Regions from separate parts of the Anser cygnoides genome. Here region 2 is linked to region 1. Evidence: chromatin contacts called from public Hi-C data. All regions are on one chromosome and are shown on one strand. Each heading gives the region's core, a stretch centred on a gene start, on an enhancer-like site or on the middle of the called end of the contact. The rest is flanking DNA. Distances are from core to core; before and after follow the strand shown.

Region 1 (7,388 bases), core at 3,065-5,564:
CAGCCTTGTGCTGCTCGCTAGAGGAAAAGGTGCGTGCCCCACAGCCAGGAACCCTTGGCACTGCAAGGCAATCAGCATTCACTCCTCACCCTTGCAGGCAGTTGCAGCTGTTTTACACAAATCAGGAGGTTTTTAATCCTCCCGGTGCACGGCCACTCTTAAAATGCTGATCAGCCTTACTGCTGTGCTGAATGTTTTGCTGCCCTGGGAAGGCTGCTCTGTTCCATCCACCTTCAAGGCTGGAACCAGTGCTCGTGCAAAATGACCTTGCTCTGAGATGCAGAGCCATCTCCCACAAATGAGCATGGTGTGACGCTGAAGAGTGAAAAAATGCAGCAGGAAATAGATATTAATGCTTACTGCCCAGTATCTACCATGCCTCTCATCCTGGTGCTTTCACTGTGAGTACGTTCGTTAAAAAGGAGCCAAGTACAGCCGGGCTGGGCAAGCTTCACGTGTGCAGATAAGGTGTGGAGGGGCTCACTTTGATCCTAAAACCAAACTGTGTTTTAGGTATTAGATGCTCATTTTGGTGTTTAAATCTTCTTTATTGCTGCACTGGTGCTAATGATTAGTGCTCTAACACCAGAGTGGTTGAGTATCCCCGTCTAGAATGTGCAAGATTGCTGCATCATAATTAATGAACAAAAATGGGAATTTCTAAACAACTCTCCCGCTCTGTCTTGCCTTTTAATTCTTTCTCTGCAGGCTTCTTTTCAAAGACACAGAAAGCCAATGAAGTCCCACTGGAATGGCGAGAGAAAGGGCCTATTCAGATTCACTGGAAAATTGTAGCTTCAAGTGTGACAATTTGCTGATGGCTTTAGATTGATATCCCTTGGGATCCGTACCTGAATAAAGCTGCTCTTTGTACTCCCCTCCAGGGAAGGCTCTGCCTTCCTCTGCTTCCTCTGTTTTCAAGACATAAAAGCACCAATTTCAAAACAGAAAATACGGGAAGCCAATTGAATGAGATATTATCAGCTTCTGGTTATAAATAAGCCTGAATGGAGCAAAGCACTGTCGCGGACTTGCAGCAGCTGCCTGCTTGGTCTGAATCCAGTCCCAGGTGAAACGCACATCAGCAGGGGCCGAGGGGCCTCTGCTGGACTGTGAGCACAGCCAGGATAAAACTCAGATTTTCCAAAGGGAGGGATTTTCTTCAAGGTGAGCCTTGAGCAGGCACATGCCCTTGACCCTCAGCCATATTTGCTTTTAGTGATGAGTGACTTTGAAATGCTTTCACCAGAATCTGTGAAGACATTTTTTTATGTGATTTTTTTTTTTTTCCCTCCTTCCTATTTTACATGTGCAGAGCAGAAAATTTGCAGCTCAAGCCTGGAGAAGACCAAGGGACCTGTTTTCTGACCTGTTAACACACAACAGTGCAGCATATTAAAAAAAATATATACTTTTTCCTGGGCATCCTGGTATTCCCTGGAATACAAGCAGCATTCAGAGCCCTCAGTCTGCTGAATACAGCTGTCCTTCCTCACAGCAACTTCTCAAAACCTTCTCCAGCACACCGGTGTTCCCAGGTGTGACGCTGGCATGATTTCATGCTCCTTTGCAGCCCTCTCCTCTTGCTCTGCAGGGCCTCTACCGAAATGGCATTGTGCTGGATCCTGCCAGCATGCTTGAAGTGGTCCCCAGTCCGCAGCCCCACGGTTCTCTCTGTTCGCTGGGCTTATCTTTGCCCTCATCTTTCTATAAGGTCGGTGTCAGGATACTCTTAACACAGGCTCTTCCTAAAATTGCAATGCGTTTTTGGTTGCTTTAGTTACTGTGCTGTCAGCATGTCCTCCCGTTTAATCTGTGTCGTTAATTCCTTCCTTGCTACTGGCTTCAGAAAGCATTAACAAGGGAAAAATAAATCAAGTATTAGAGCACAAAGAAGACTTGTGGGAAAAAGCTTTGGAGTCTTTTCTGAAGCTTTCATGCCTGTTATCCTTAACTTTGCTGATACAGCTGGATTTACCATCCTGTTGAATGAGCATATTCCAGACTATTAAAAAAAAAAAAAGTAAACCCACGTGTTCTTTGTATAGGTCAAAACTGGATGTGGGCTGCCAGATATAACAGTACAGAACACTTCATAGCAACAGAATGAAATGTGCAAACACTGGCGAAGTCAAGCTTATGCCACGTTCCTTATCAGCACGCAGTTCAAAACCCCCAAACAAAGCAGAAACAAAAACCGAGACGGAAATTAGAGTGTGCGGACATCTGTGCTTGGCAGCACGCGTGTGTGCGCCCGGGCTCAGCCATGTTTGGGAGCACACATCTGTCCTCCAGCTGGGTGAGGATGTTTGTGTGAACGTGTAGGCGTACATCCGTGCATGTCGTGTGGGAATGTGGTTTGTTCAGGGTGATGGGAAACTTGTGACAAGAACTCACCTAAGTCAGTTCTGGAGACTTACGTTCAAGTCTTGGGGCATCCGTACTCTCACCTCACCGTCTTTAATCCCCTCTACATAGCCAAGTGTCCATCAAATCCCTTTGAGAAAGACACGTCTCTTGTTACTCCCGTTGCTACAGCTGGTGGATTCTACACCATGGTGGATCTGGGGAATATTTATCCCTGAGAGGTTCACGCCGAGGTTCATGCTTATATTGTGCTTTACATTTTCGCAGCGCAGTGCAAAGTTTTGTTGGTTCTTTCATCCTCTTTTTTTTTTTTCTTCCACACAAACCATGAGAAACCAGACAGTATAGTTCAAGAGATCAGAGAACTCACACCAAGAATGTTCTGCCAAATGTATTTCCCCGTGTGGTGGCTAGCTCCAAATGACCCCAAGCATCTGCCACTACAATCACAAATACGAAAAATAAAGTTTTGAGAGTGGAACGTGAGCCCACAGAGCTGAGGATCTCTGCATGCTCAGTTATGGAGCACGTCTGGTGAAGAGGCAGCCTTTTCCATTTCAAAGTCTCCCAAAAAAAGGGTTTGAAGATTTGGCCCCAAGGGGAGCCAGCGACCAAATTCCTGTAGACATCAAGAGGGGACATGTTTTCACACACTGGTTTCTTGTTGAGGTTAAAGACCAAGAAGCAGCAGGGGGACTTCCTAGACTGTGCATGGAGCCAGGGAACTCAGCAGAGCGCTTCTAACTTGTTGGCTGAGAAACTGCCCCATTCTCTTGACCTGGTCTCTCCGTGGCTTTCTGTTCACTTCCTGGGTATAAACATTTGACAGGCTGCAGCTTTAGTTGTAACCGCAATGTTTTCAGGATGACCAGACAAACAAAATCCTGGTGAAGATGTACATTGTCCGCAACCTCAAAACATTTTCCCAGCTCTTCCCTTCTCCCTTCACGCTTCGGGTTGTTTCCAAAATGTGAGGTTCAAGTGTAGGCAGATGTTGAAAGCATAGGAATTTTACTGCAATTTCCATGGCACATACTTTATGTTTCGGTTAACCTGTGAGCACTGAGCCATACTTTCAGTGGATATCCATGATGTTTTTTGGTTAGGCAGTGGGTTGAACAGTAATGAAAACCACCCTGCCTCTAGGCAATTCAGGCTTTTGTGGGAATTCAGCGAAAAATGTAATTGTACTCCTCTGCAAGTGAGAAACAATAACAAAAGTAATTGTAAAGCACGGTGGGATGAAGGAAACTTGCAGCTCAAAGGTGTATTTGAACTTCAGTCATGTTTACAGTGTATGTGCTGGTTACGTGTTCAAAGTCGGTGTTTTCCCAGAAATTCTACCCAAGCTCAGCATCTACATGAAATACCACATAAAAATATGAATTGTTCTTCTTCTCCATCATCAAGGGATCACTAACCAGCAGCTGCCCAGCATCATTTTGCAGCACCCGCCGTTTCCTTCGGCTCACCAACACGACAAACTCTCTTTCCATAACTGCTACTGAAAACGAAAACACTCGTGCAGCCCCCAAATCCCCAACACTTTCATCCCACAGTTCGCTTTTATTTTTATCCAGTGCATCCCCCCAGGCTCATGCCCTGGGGCCCCCCACAGGCCCTCTGCTTCCATTTTGTGTGAGGGAGGGGGCCATTTTGTGGGTTCAACTGCCTCTTCTCAGGAGAGGAATACAAAAAGATAGCACAAAAAGGGGCTCGGGCTCGGCGGGTGGGCTATAGGTTGTGTGTAGAGCTGGGTTAAAACCTCTGCCCGGCGCAGCGCGGCTCACAGAACCGGGACAGCGAAGCCCCAGCTCGCCGCTTTGCCTCAGCCCCAACCCGGAGCTGCTTGAGGAAAGGCGGCGGGGCCACTAGGAACCGAGCCGAGCCGAGCTGAGCCAGCCGGGCCTGCAGAGGGCCCCCGCGGCTCGGGCAGGAGGCGGGCCGCGGCCTGGAAGCACCGGGCCGAGGCCGGCGGCGCTGCCCGCCCCGCGGTGCACCCAGGGCGGCGAGGGCGGCGCGGCGAGCGCGGTGCGTCCGGCGCGGCCTAGCGCGGCCTGCCGCCATGGGGAAGAAGGGGAAACGGGAGAAGAAGGGGAAGGGGGCTGAGAAGACGGCGGCGAAGATGGAGAGGAAGGTGTCCCGCAGAGCCAGGAAGGAGGAGGTGAGGGGCGGCGGTGCGGGTCTCGGGGAGTTTTGTGGGCGCTGCTCCCTTGGAAGGGAGAGCTGAGGTGGAGGGGCGCGTGGTTGAGGGCACCTCGGGGGAAAGGAGGGTGCGAGAAGGAGAAATGGTGATTTAAGTTGCCTTCCATCTCCCCCAGCCTTTTCTTGAGGCCTTAAAAGCGAAGGAAAATGTTTCTGTGCTCCCTTTCCCTGCGTGAATGCAGCGGTATGCACAGCTGCAGACAGGGGAGGTGCCGGCGTGTGCCTGTGCGGGCTGCAGGGAGAGCTGCTGCCATGCTGCGGGGGGGAAATCCCCAGATTTTGGAAGTTTGCTGGGATGCAGCTGCCGGCAGGGAAGGGTTGGCTGGTGGAGGTGGTGAGCATGGGGCTGTCGGAGAGACTTTGGATCAGAAACTCCCCCTAGCTGCCGGCCTGCTTGTGCCCTCGGTGCTCGGTGTTCCTGCGCTTTGGAGGCAGATTTAAATTTAATCCTGGAAGGGGATGAAAATACGTGTAGGTTTCTCTCCAGCTAAAGTATAAACTGGCAGTAGACAAGAGTTTCCCATGACATTTGGGCAGTTTTCCGTTGCAGACAAAGAAGAGGACTAGTTGGGTTGTAGCATATATTTCATTATAATTTTGTCAGGGTTTAAATAATAGCCATTTCCATGCCCATTTGTGCGATGTTTTTGCTGCAGGAGCAGCAGGTGCATGCTAAATGCACTTTGCATGCCATCCTGTTAGGCCTCTTCTGAGCAACTTGTCAGTGTTTTAGGAGAGACTAATCTTTAAAGCATATGTGGAAGTACTCAGCATCCATTTCTTTAGACTGAAGTCTGAAAAAAGTCTAAAAAGTCTAAAGTCTAAACGTCTGCAGACTTTTTTTTTTTTTTTTAATGGGGAAATTCTGGGAGCGAACGCTGGTTTTGTATGGTGTGCTGGTGGTTCTGTGCATATCAAGGAACTTATGTCTGTGTTTTTATTTTCAGGAGGATCTTGAAGCCCTGATAGCAGAATTCCAGAGTTTAGATGCTAAAAAGACCCAAGTAATTGAGACAGCCTGCCCACCGCCCTCGCCCAGGTAAGAGATTGTGTGAGACTTTGGCCATCACTTATACACCTATTGATGAAATTTATTTATGTAAAGTTACTTGCTGAGAGCGTGATATCTGGCTTGGCTGATACCTGGAGTTATAAAATGTATGGTATATTGAATCCCTGGATTAAGAATGGGACCAAACACATATTTTTTAGTCTTAAAACCCCCTTTTTAATCATCCCACTAGTACAGCTAAGGAGTCAAAGCACTATTAAGTTAAAGGGCTTTGCAAAAGTAAGAGCTAAAAGGAACCTTTGGATTTGGACTAGGAAGCTGAAAGGATTCACAAGGATGTGCTGTGAGGGACGAGACACTTGATCTGTAGGCCTGGGGTCTGCATGGTGCTAGGTTCTGTATGTCTGTTTGATGTGGCTTGTTAAAAACCCCTCTGCGTGATATCTTTTTCCTCCCGACATGGAGGAACAAGTCAGTCTCCACACGGTGAATAGTACTTTGGTGGGATGAGTGGTGAACAGTGGTGACTGCAGAAGAACGATGCAGATAAGTTGATATGAGACAGCTCAGTTCTACCCATAGTTATGTGCCCTCCTAAAACTAATTTTTGTTCTTGACACACCAACATTAAAATTCAAGAGCTCACGTCAAAAGTCATGTTAAATGACAGTGTAACGTGTGTGCCTAAAATAGGAGAAGGTTTCAGACGGTGTCAAATTAATCTTGCTGAAAGTTTTTAAGAAGTTAATTTCTTTGGGGAGTTTTTCACCCTGGGGTGAAAATCACAGCCTACTAATTTGGCAGCTGATGGAGAGACTTTTGTGTCTAGAGGGCTGGGGTGCTAATGCTAGCTGAGTTAAAGGCTGGAAGTTTCTGAGTTTTACAAGTCTTAACATCTACTCTTTTGGTCACCCCCCTTTTATTTGCAGGCTGAATGGCTCCCTGTCTGCTCACCCTGAGAAAGACGAATTGATCCTTTTTGGAGGTGAATATTTCAATGGCCAAAAAGTAATGTATACTTCAATTTTTTTCTTCTTTTTTTCTGCACTCCCCCTGCCTTTTACTGTAATTTGCATGAGTCTCATTTGAAGCGAAGATTCAAAGCAGCAGTCATAAAATATGTATTCGTCCCTGAATGAGAGCAAAATAGCCTTTTAATTCTGCTGTGATACTGTCTCATGCCTGAACAGTTGGCAGGAAGGAGACATGCTAGAACCCATTAAGGAGTCAGTGTGATTGTCTCGGCATCAATATTTCAGGGCTTCGTAATTTCTCCAGACTTAATAGTAGCCATCTCTGACCCTCATTTTTGATAACTGTTGAAGAATCTCAGTCTTCCACCTTTCAAAGCAAGATAATTCTGCAGCTTTGCAGCTGGCAAGGGATTGTCTGCCTTGGAGATGTGTACAGTAGCAAGTAATTGCAAGTGGGAATGCTTTACTGAATTTCTGCAAGTTGCACGTGTTTATTGTGCTCCTGGAGACACGTTGGTCTTTCCAACCCTGAGAAGTGCATACTGTAGTTAGAAAACTCAAGCCTCCCAGTGATATTTGCCCCCTGAGGATCATCCCATGTGATGTACTGAACTAGTTCTGTTTGCTTCACTACCTTAAGCTGTTACTGTCTCTGGAGCTGAGCAGCAGTTTGGACAACTTTAACCTGCACATCTCTATTAAGCTCCAGCTTCTTAAGCCCTGATAGCTCAAGCTGTCACAGTCTTAACCGAGGGTTTGGGAAGGAACAGTCCAGTCCAGTGGCTCACACTAAAACAGTTGCTGACTCCAGGGCTAGTGGAGGAGGTTGT
Region 2 (7,388 bases), core at 2,578-5,077, 130 kb after region 1:
TCACCTTGTTGTGTGTGCCTCGTTGCCAGAAATGTTTTGCAACTACCAAACAGACCGGCTCTTTCCCCTGCTTTCCCTTCACTTTTCCCTGTGTGTGTATGAGAGTAAATACTGATGGGTTTGTGGATTGGGTAAGGAAGCTTTGTGGGTTTTAGATCTGAGTTTTTGTGGAGTCGCTTGGGATTACTTTGTCTCATGAGCAACAGTAACTTGAGTAACTCTGCTTTCTGAGGCATTGCTTTATTTTAGAAAAACAAGAGGAGATGGCATGTGAAACTCTTGGTGTTGCATTTTTGGTTACCACTTCTGTGTAAATAAGGATGTAGAGAACGTATTTTACTAGCTGTTGTTTTTAGATGGAACTTTTCAGCAAAATTCAGTTGTGGTGGTGGTTGTTTTTTTTGTTTTGGTTTGGTTTGTGCTTCTTTCCATAAGAGAATTTCATCAATGAAAATAAATCTTCAGGTGCAGAAGCATCAGTTAGGAGTAGGTACTTGGCTGCCTATATAACACAAAATGTAGTTTTATTTATGATTCTTTCCTGTTTAATTTTGTAGCGTTTCTTTTTTCTCAAGGATCGTATTTTGAGAGCTGCCTGGGCTCAACCCTGTCTCTTGACAGTTAAATTTTACTGTCTGAATTCCAGAGAACAATACTTACCTTTACACCACATGAACTGAACCTACATGCAGTGATTTAATAAAGGGAAACAACTAGCTGTTTATGTATGGAATACAAATTACCTTCAGCGTGTAGTAAATTCTTCCTAGGAGTTTCAATGTCTTTAACCCAGTTACTCAGCCTGGAGTGCTGGGGTTAGTGCTGAAATACTGGGTATTAAAATGAGTCAGCTTTAAACCAACACCCTCTTGAATTGATTCTCTTGAATTTATCTCCTTTTTGGGGTGGAACACACATTCTTAGTGTGGATTGAGAGAATCTCTCTAGTCCTTTTACCCGCTAAGTGGCATTCTCCAGTTGAAAAAGGGTGGTACAGATAACACCACCCCTACAACGGACTGCCAAGGTGACTTCAATGATGACATCTTCTCAGCTCTTGTCCACATCCACTGCTTGCTTCATGCTGTCCTTGACCTGCTAGGAGTGCCCGACTAATCCTGCAGCGCCTGAATCCCTTTCCCCTTGGTGTAGCTGCTGCCTGGGGAGGAGAAGGGCCGAGATCGCCCTCGCAGAGGGAGAGGCCGGCAGGGACTGGAGTCCTGAACCCGAGGAACGTTCAGCTGATCAGATGACAATGCGCTAACCAGCAGCCAAATGGGTAAAAGTCTCAGGCTAGAACAGGAAAACAGAGTTAAATAAAATGTCTTCAGATGTCTTGGATCTGTTTTACCTGGAACGTGTGGAACAAGGGAAAAGCACCATTTGGAAAGGTGGAAAGAAGACTTGGAAATCATGCCCATGCCGTGGAGGAGCTGCCATTAAGGTCCAAGCTGAGCTTTTATAAACTGGCTTTTAGCTTACCTCCATTTTGTTGTGTATTTGCATATTCCAACTTTGTATATGGGTACACACTTAGAGTAAGAGCCTGAGAAATGGTGGGCTATATACCCCAGTTCTCCAGTCTCAAACTCTCTGAATGAGCTGGGGAGCGGAGGTTGAGATGTTGACATTTGTTTTCACCTCCTTGGGAACCAAGTAATCCAAATTACGGTGTGCTGCTGCTTGTTCTGGTTGCACTGACAATCGGTATCATACCTCAACAAGCAACGGTGTGGTCACGATTCTGGAAAGCTCCTCGAGACGTGGCTGGGAGGTGGTGGCAGAGAGAACTCGTGTCTTGCAGGCTGCGGTGGGGTAGCAACTGGAGGATGGCGATGCAGCGTCTCCTCAGGTCCTGAGCTTCCAGATTTGTGACCACCGTGCAAGCCCTTGTGACTTGGGAAGCTCCTGTCTTATCTCCCTGCCTGTGTTAACAGCTATGCTGGCAGGACATGGCTGTGTGACACGACTCCTACTGCATCATAACAAAACGTAAAGGATGTGGACTTAATCGCAGAGCGGTATTTGCTTTGGCCTCGGCAATAGCATTTCGAATGCAAGCTTCAATAACTGATGCAATTCTGTGTGCAGTTGATAGCTACACGAAGAACATTTCTCATTTGTGTTTAAAGGAAAGTAGCAAAGTAAAACAATCTCCCCCCGAACGCCCCAGGAAATGTGATTGCAGAAAATCTCTGCTAGAGAATGAAGATGTTTCATTCTGTCGGCTGCCCTTTCAAAGCAGAGTTCAACAGAAGACAAAGGGCTCGTGTATTTCAAAATTAGATTTCTAGTAACTGTGAATACGTGGGAAGGGTTGTGTGGTATGTCCCCGTACTCTGTGCTCTTCTGAATGAGACCAGAGAAGTTGTACGTAGCCACAGCCTCGATGGGAGCCCCTTCTGCACGCACCTGCAAACCTCCTTTGTCTTTTTTTTTTTAATCCCTTTTGTGTTTCATTTGTCACCTCGTCCAAATCCGTTTTACCTGCCTGTTGTAGTTCCCCAGATAACTGTGGGTATAGCTCCATCACAAAGTCTTCAGTGCCCCCTTCCTGGAGCAGGTCAGAAAGCCTAGCAGTGGGTGAGATGCGTCCCCACGCACACAAGTCCTTCTGTTGGCTCATTTTACAGGGAAGCGCTGGAAGAAAGGAGCAGACAGAAAGGAAGGTATGCCTCCCACCGATCCCCTAGCATGACGATACGCACCCTTCCAAGCTGCCCTGGTGGTTCCTGCCCCATGCACAATGCCTGATGTGGGGGTGAACCTGTGCTACTCGTGAATGAGTTCCCGGTGGTTAGATCCAGACCAGAAGCTTAGATTTAAGGTGGTGCAAAAGTGCTTGCCCTGGCTGTCTCCTGAAATAGAAACATCGACTGTTTTTTTATACCTCAGATGGGGAAGCTTGAGCCTCGCTGAATTCAGCATCCTGAAAATACACCAGTCTTGTGGGTCCTGAAGTCTCTACAGTTTTTCTGGTCGTGGAGTCGTTTATAGTGACATTGGGTAGAGTCAGCTCTTTGCACAGTTTCCCATGGTTTTGAAATGAATACGGTAAAAATGTTTCCTTTTTTCCATTTTTAGACAATTTGTTAGACAGCGAATTTAAAATCCACTCGCTCCTGCTGGGTAGATGGCAGCTTTTTCTTCCTGAGTTTTGTGTGATTGATCGTTCTGAATAAAGTTAAGCTGCACGGTAAGTTTAGGAAGGCTATTTAATAAAATCAACCACCAGTTAAATAATACAAAAAAAAAAAATTCAAGAGCCCACATAACAAAAACATCGGATAACAAAGTAAGCAAAAACTTGATTATAAGACTAATTATACATTTCATATCGTTAGCTAGTTGGGGCATTTTTGCAGATCATTGGAAACAGTCTGGACAACCTATCAGCACGTTGCAGCTGCACGATGAACTACATTTCATGCTCTGGAACAGACCTCGTCTTACGAGATTCAGTGCGGGGTCACTGCAGAAACGTGTACCTAATGCTTCACCTTGCTAATTGCAATCATTTCCAGAGGATAAACTCGCCACAGCAGATTGTGTTAACTGGGTAAGCTCGGGCAGAACTTTAGCATGAAGAGGTCACGTAACTGTCAGCACAATAAAATCTACGAGTTGAGTTAAAGTTTGTTATTAACCCACAGAGTAAGCCAGAAATAGCTCCATTTTGTGTTGGTAGGTAATCCTGCGTTGCTTGAATTACTGTAGAGGAGTCATGAATAGATAAAAGAGATGATGTTTAGAAACTGTAGGAAATACAAATAATAATAAAATTTCAATAAAGCGACACTGGATTTACTGTAACTGGCAAATGCTGAGTAACACTTGCCACCTTCCTGGCTTTCTTTGTCCTACTCCAAAGCATACGTTGCTGCGGTTGATGCTAGTCTTTTGACCATTCAGTTCCTCGCTCGTCCTTCAGCTGTTTCAGCAGCAGCACGGTGATACCCCACACAACATCCGCCCTACAATTTCTCTCTAATTATAATCCCGAAATAAATATGCCGATCAATATTTGCTGTATTTTAACTGTCATCACAATTACAGGTGTCCTGAATTCTCTTAAATCAGTATGTTGAGGGAGATTTTTCTTAAAATTGCAGGAAAACCTTTGAACTGTGTGCGTGCTTAAATCTCCGTGCTGTCCAGGTAGCTCATCAATATCTGGCACGCAGCAGACGTGTTCCCGTGGTGCTGAGCGTGCAGCGTAGCAGCGCGGTAGTACTGTGAAGGCAGCTCAGAAATGCGAGAGGAATCCACTGAAAGCTTTAAGGGGAGCAAATCGCGACAAAAGGATAAGGTAGAAGAGAAAGTAGTAAGTAGTAAATTGACGTTATTCACAAGCATAGGGATTTGTGTTACTGTAATTGGGAATTACATGAAGAAGGAATGGCTGAGGATCATAAAGGGAGTGCTAAATTTGGTATCAAATACCCACATAAACATCTGCACATCTATTTAAAATTTTGCACTTCTAAAAATTTTGACTGCAAATAAATAAAACTCTAAGAGGAGGTCGGTTAAACAGCCAAGGGCTAGGTGGTAACATTTTTTAAATGACGGGACACAACAAAAAGGTTTCAATGGACAAGGTAAAGCCTCGTGATTATTTCATGGGGAGGAAAATTGAGCCCCAGGTTGGAGATGGAGCGCCTTGGCCTTGGGAATAGGCTGCTCATGTTATCAGGGAAGAGAAAGATATATGCGATAAACGTACCTCTGAGTCATACAGGTGACATAATGCATAAATAGTCTTGAAAACAAGTAAAAACGTTGTCGATTGTAGTTCCCCAGAAAGAAAATGTCAGGCTGTGGATTTTGCTCGTTTGAACTGCTGTGTGGAAATGCAATGCGCACAGCGTGCGTCCCTCCCGGCACCTGTTGTTGGCAGCTAACGTTCCCGTGACTGGTTTCATATAATTGCTTTTGAATTGTTAAGCCAATGCAATTGAGATTTTATGAAAAAAAAAAATATCTGTGTATCCCCACGGGTGCAGGCACAAGACAGGAGAAATTACAAGAGAAACAGAAAGGCAGTAAAATAATCTGGATAATGCTTAGCACAGTGAGATCTTTGATGCGTGTGGGAAATGAGAGGCTGCAAGGAGGTGGCATTTCAACGATCTGATGCCTAGGGCTGTGTCTGTAAAGGCTGTACACACGTGGAGATGGAGGCAGCGGGGTCTGGGCTGTGCAGCCCTTCCCTCCGTAAGATCCTGGTTTTGCTTTCGACTTACACAAATAGCAATAATTAAGGCTGAAGTTTCCCGTCAACCTGCACTCAAGGAGGAGTCGTGATGTCAACGGAGCAATAAAAAAGCACTAAACTCCTTGTAAAACCAGCCCCTGAAAACACGGTTTCCCTTAGAAGGATGCTCTTTGCTACGTGATGTTGCTCAGATAAACCCATCCCCTTTTGTCATGTCTGTTGTCGTGCCAGCGAGTGCTGTCATATGGCCAGGAGGAAACGAAGAGCTTTGCACTCGGTCTATTGTTTGGGTGGTGGTTGAAATTAAGCCTTTCTAAAGCTAGAATGGAAAGCAGGTCCAATGGGTATCACCTTCCCCATCTGCCCTCAAGTGTGCACCTGAAGCACTGCCGCCAGCCGTCAAACGCGCTGCGGGCGAGTTCTGGCTCTAGCTACGAATAATCACACCTGCATGCAGCTAAAAACATCCTCCTCATTCTTCTTATCTCTTTGCTTTTTCATAGTGAGCGTTGAAAAAGTGGAGCTAAAGGGACTGGCACACAAGAAGAATGAGAGAAATGTTGAATATTCCTTTGAGGTAAGTTCTGGTGATTTTTTGTTTTGTTTTTTTTTTCTTCCTTTGAAAGAAGGGAGGATAACACTTAAAAAGGAGTTAAAGAAATTCTCAGACATTGTTAGATCCCAGAAATTGGTCCTCAAGGATAGGTGCTTAGTCTTTTTTTTTTTTTTAATCAGTGATTTGTAAGTAGTCATAAATTGCTGTTGATTAACATATGTAGATGTTGCAGAGATTGACTGGTAAGTGGGACACAGGCAAAGAAATAAATCACTCTAACGCAGCCAGTTGTGGCAAATGTATATTTATGGGAAAAAATCATGCCACACTTGCAGAAAATGGTATCTCTGTCCTGGAATGCAGAAGCTAACAAGAATTTGAGTCTTAATCTGGACAAACAAGAGAAATTAGGTACTCAGGGCGGTTCTGTGTGTATGGGAAAAGAGGCAGAATGACCGTTTATCTCTGTGTTCAGCAGCGAGGGGAGTGTGAGACTGTGGCATATGTTTCAGACGTTGCTGGTTTTAAAAGGGGTGTTGTAGAGTACAGAAAATAGCTATGGAAATTATTCAAGGCTTGAGGAAAATGCCATGCAGTGAGAGACTTAAAGAATTCCTCTGAAAGATGACTTGAGCATCATATAAGAGTGTTTTTAAAGGGAAGAAAATATTTTATGGTAAAGGAGTCGTTAATATGGCAGGAAAAAAAAAGCATAACAGGAACCGTTGTCTGAAAATTGAAGCCAGACAAATTCAGACTGGAAATGAGAATAGTTCTGCTGGAATGAGAGTGGTTAGCCACAGGCTGCTAGGAGAAGTGGCTTTCCCCCTTTTTGACGCAGCTTTTGGGGCTTCAGTCATTGCTCACGGTTTCTGTGGGCCTATGATTTCATTCAGTGAAACCTTGTGTTAATAGCGGAGAGCTGTCAAGAAAGAATGACAAAATGCTTTTGTCCCATCCAGTCTGAAGAACGTATTCCAAAATTCAGAATGCAAAGCCCAGAAAATGTCTTTGGCTTACTTAATGAGGCATCAAAGCCAAACAGTTGGTGAGAAAGGGAAAACCTGAAAGAAAAAGGACAGTAGAATTTCAATTATCTACAACTTGCACTAAAAAGAAAAGTTTCTTTCAAACTGAGACCCAAGACAGAGCGCCCATTTGGCATCTTCCTGTGATGTTGACAGCATTAACCTCTGCTTGTCTCAATTCGGGGATAATGACTGTGACTGCTCCAAATGTCATCAATATTAGAAAGGGGTTTTGATTTTTTTTTTTAACATCCTTATGAACGATATCGTCGTCTGGACTCCAGTTGCGTATCCATATTTTGTGGAACATTTTTTCCTATTATAAATTCTTCTATAAATACCAGAAATGACTTCTATCGGTGACAACATTTCACTTGACGGCTTGTAACTAAAAGAACCGTCCATAGTTTAGCTGAGCTAATAAATTGCTGTTTGCTTGGTTAGAAACCTAACTGCTAAATGTTTTGTTGAGGAGCTTGGGACTAGAAGGTCAATAGATAGAGCAGTTTTCAGCCGTGCTTGGCATTGCTGTTGTTCCCTGGATTTACAGCTCACGTTATTGTTTCGTAAGTATTGAAAATTATAA

The links. Hi-C and Micro-C count contacts between places; a contact is called where the count stands out from the background.
Region 2: a contact with region 1 is called in a Hi-C map of liver, with 1.8 times the contacts expected there. The contact joins the enhancer-like site here to the promoter of KLHDC4 in region 1. A contact is called at or near these places in 4 of 7 Hi-C or Micro-C datasets (granulosa cells and liver).

Annotation. Positions count from the first base shown.
Region 1 is chr12:2,438,870-2,446,257 of Taihu_goose_T2T_genome, forward strand. KLHDC4 (kelch domain containing 4) reads left to right here and starts at 4,315. Exons shown (of 12, transcript XM_013197594.3): 1 at 4,315-4,531; 2 at 5,520-5,611; 3 at 6,514-6,592. The coding sequence starts at 4,433. It overlaps LOC106046485 (a long non-coding RNA gene), which reads left to right. Exons shown (of 3, transcript XR_001213255.3): 1 at 1-401; 2 at 709-1,167; 3 at 1,316-1,641.
Region 2 is chr12:2,573,619-2,581,006 of Taihu_goose_T2T_genome, forward strand. ZCCHC14 (zinc finger CCHC-type containing 14) reads left to right here. Exons shown (of 13, transcript XM_013197586.3): 3 at 5,722-5,795. Among named protein-coding and RNA genes, the nearest start is that of MAP1LC3B, 29 kb to the right of the region's middle. Within about 2 kb of position 3,828, at least 1 of the 3 cell types and tissues checked has open chromatin away from gene starts, as enhancers often do. A contact at or near this core is called in liver, where this site is marked.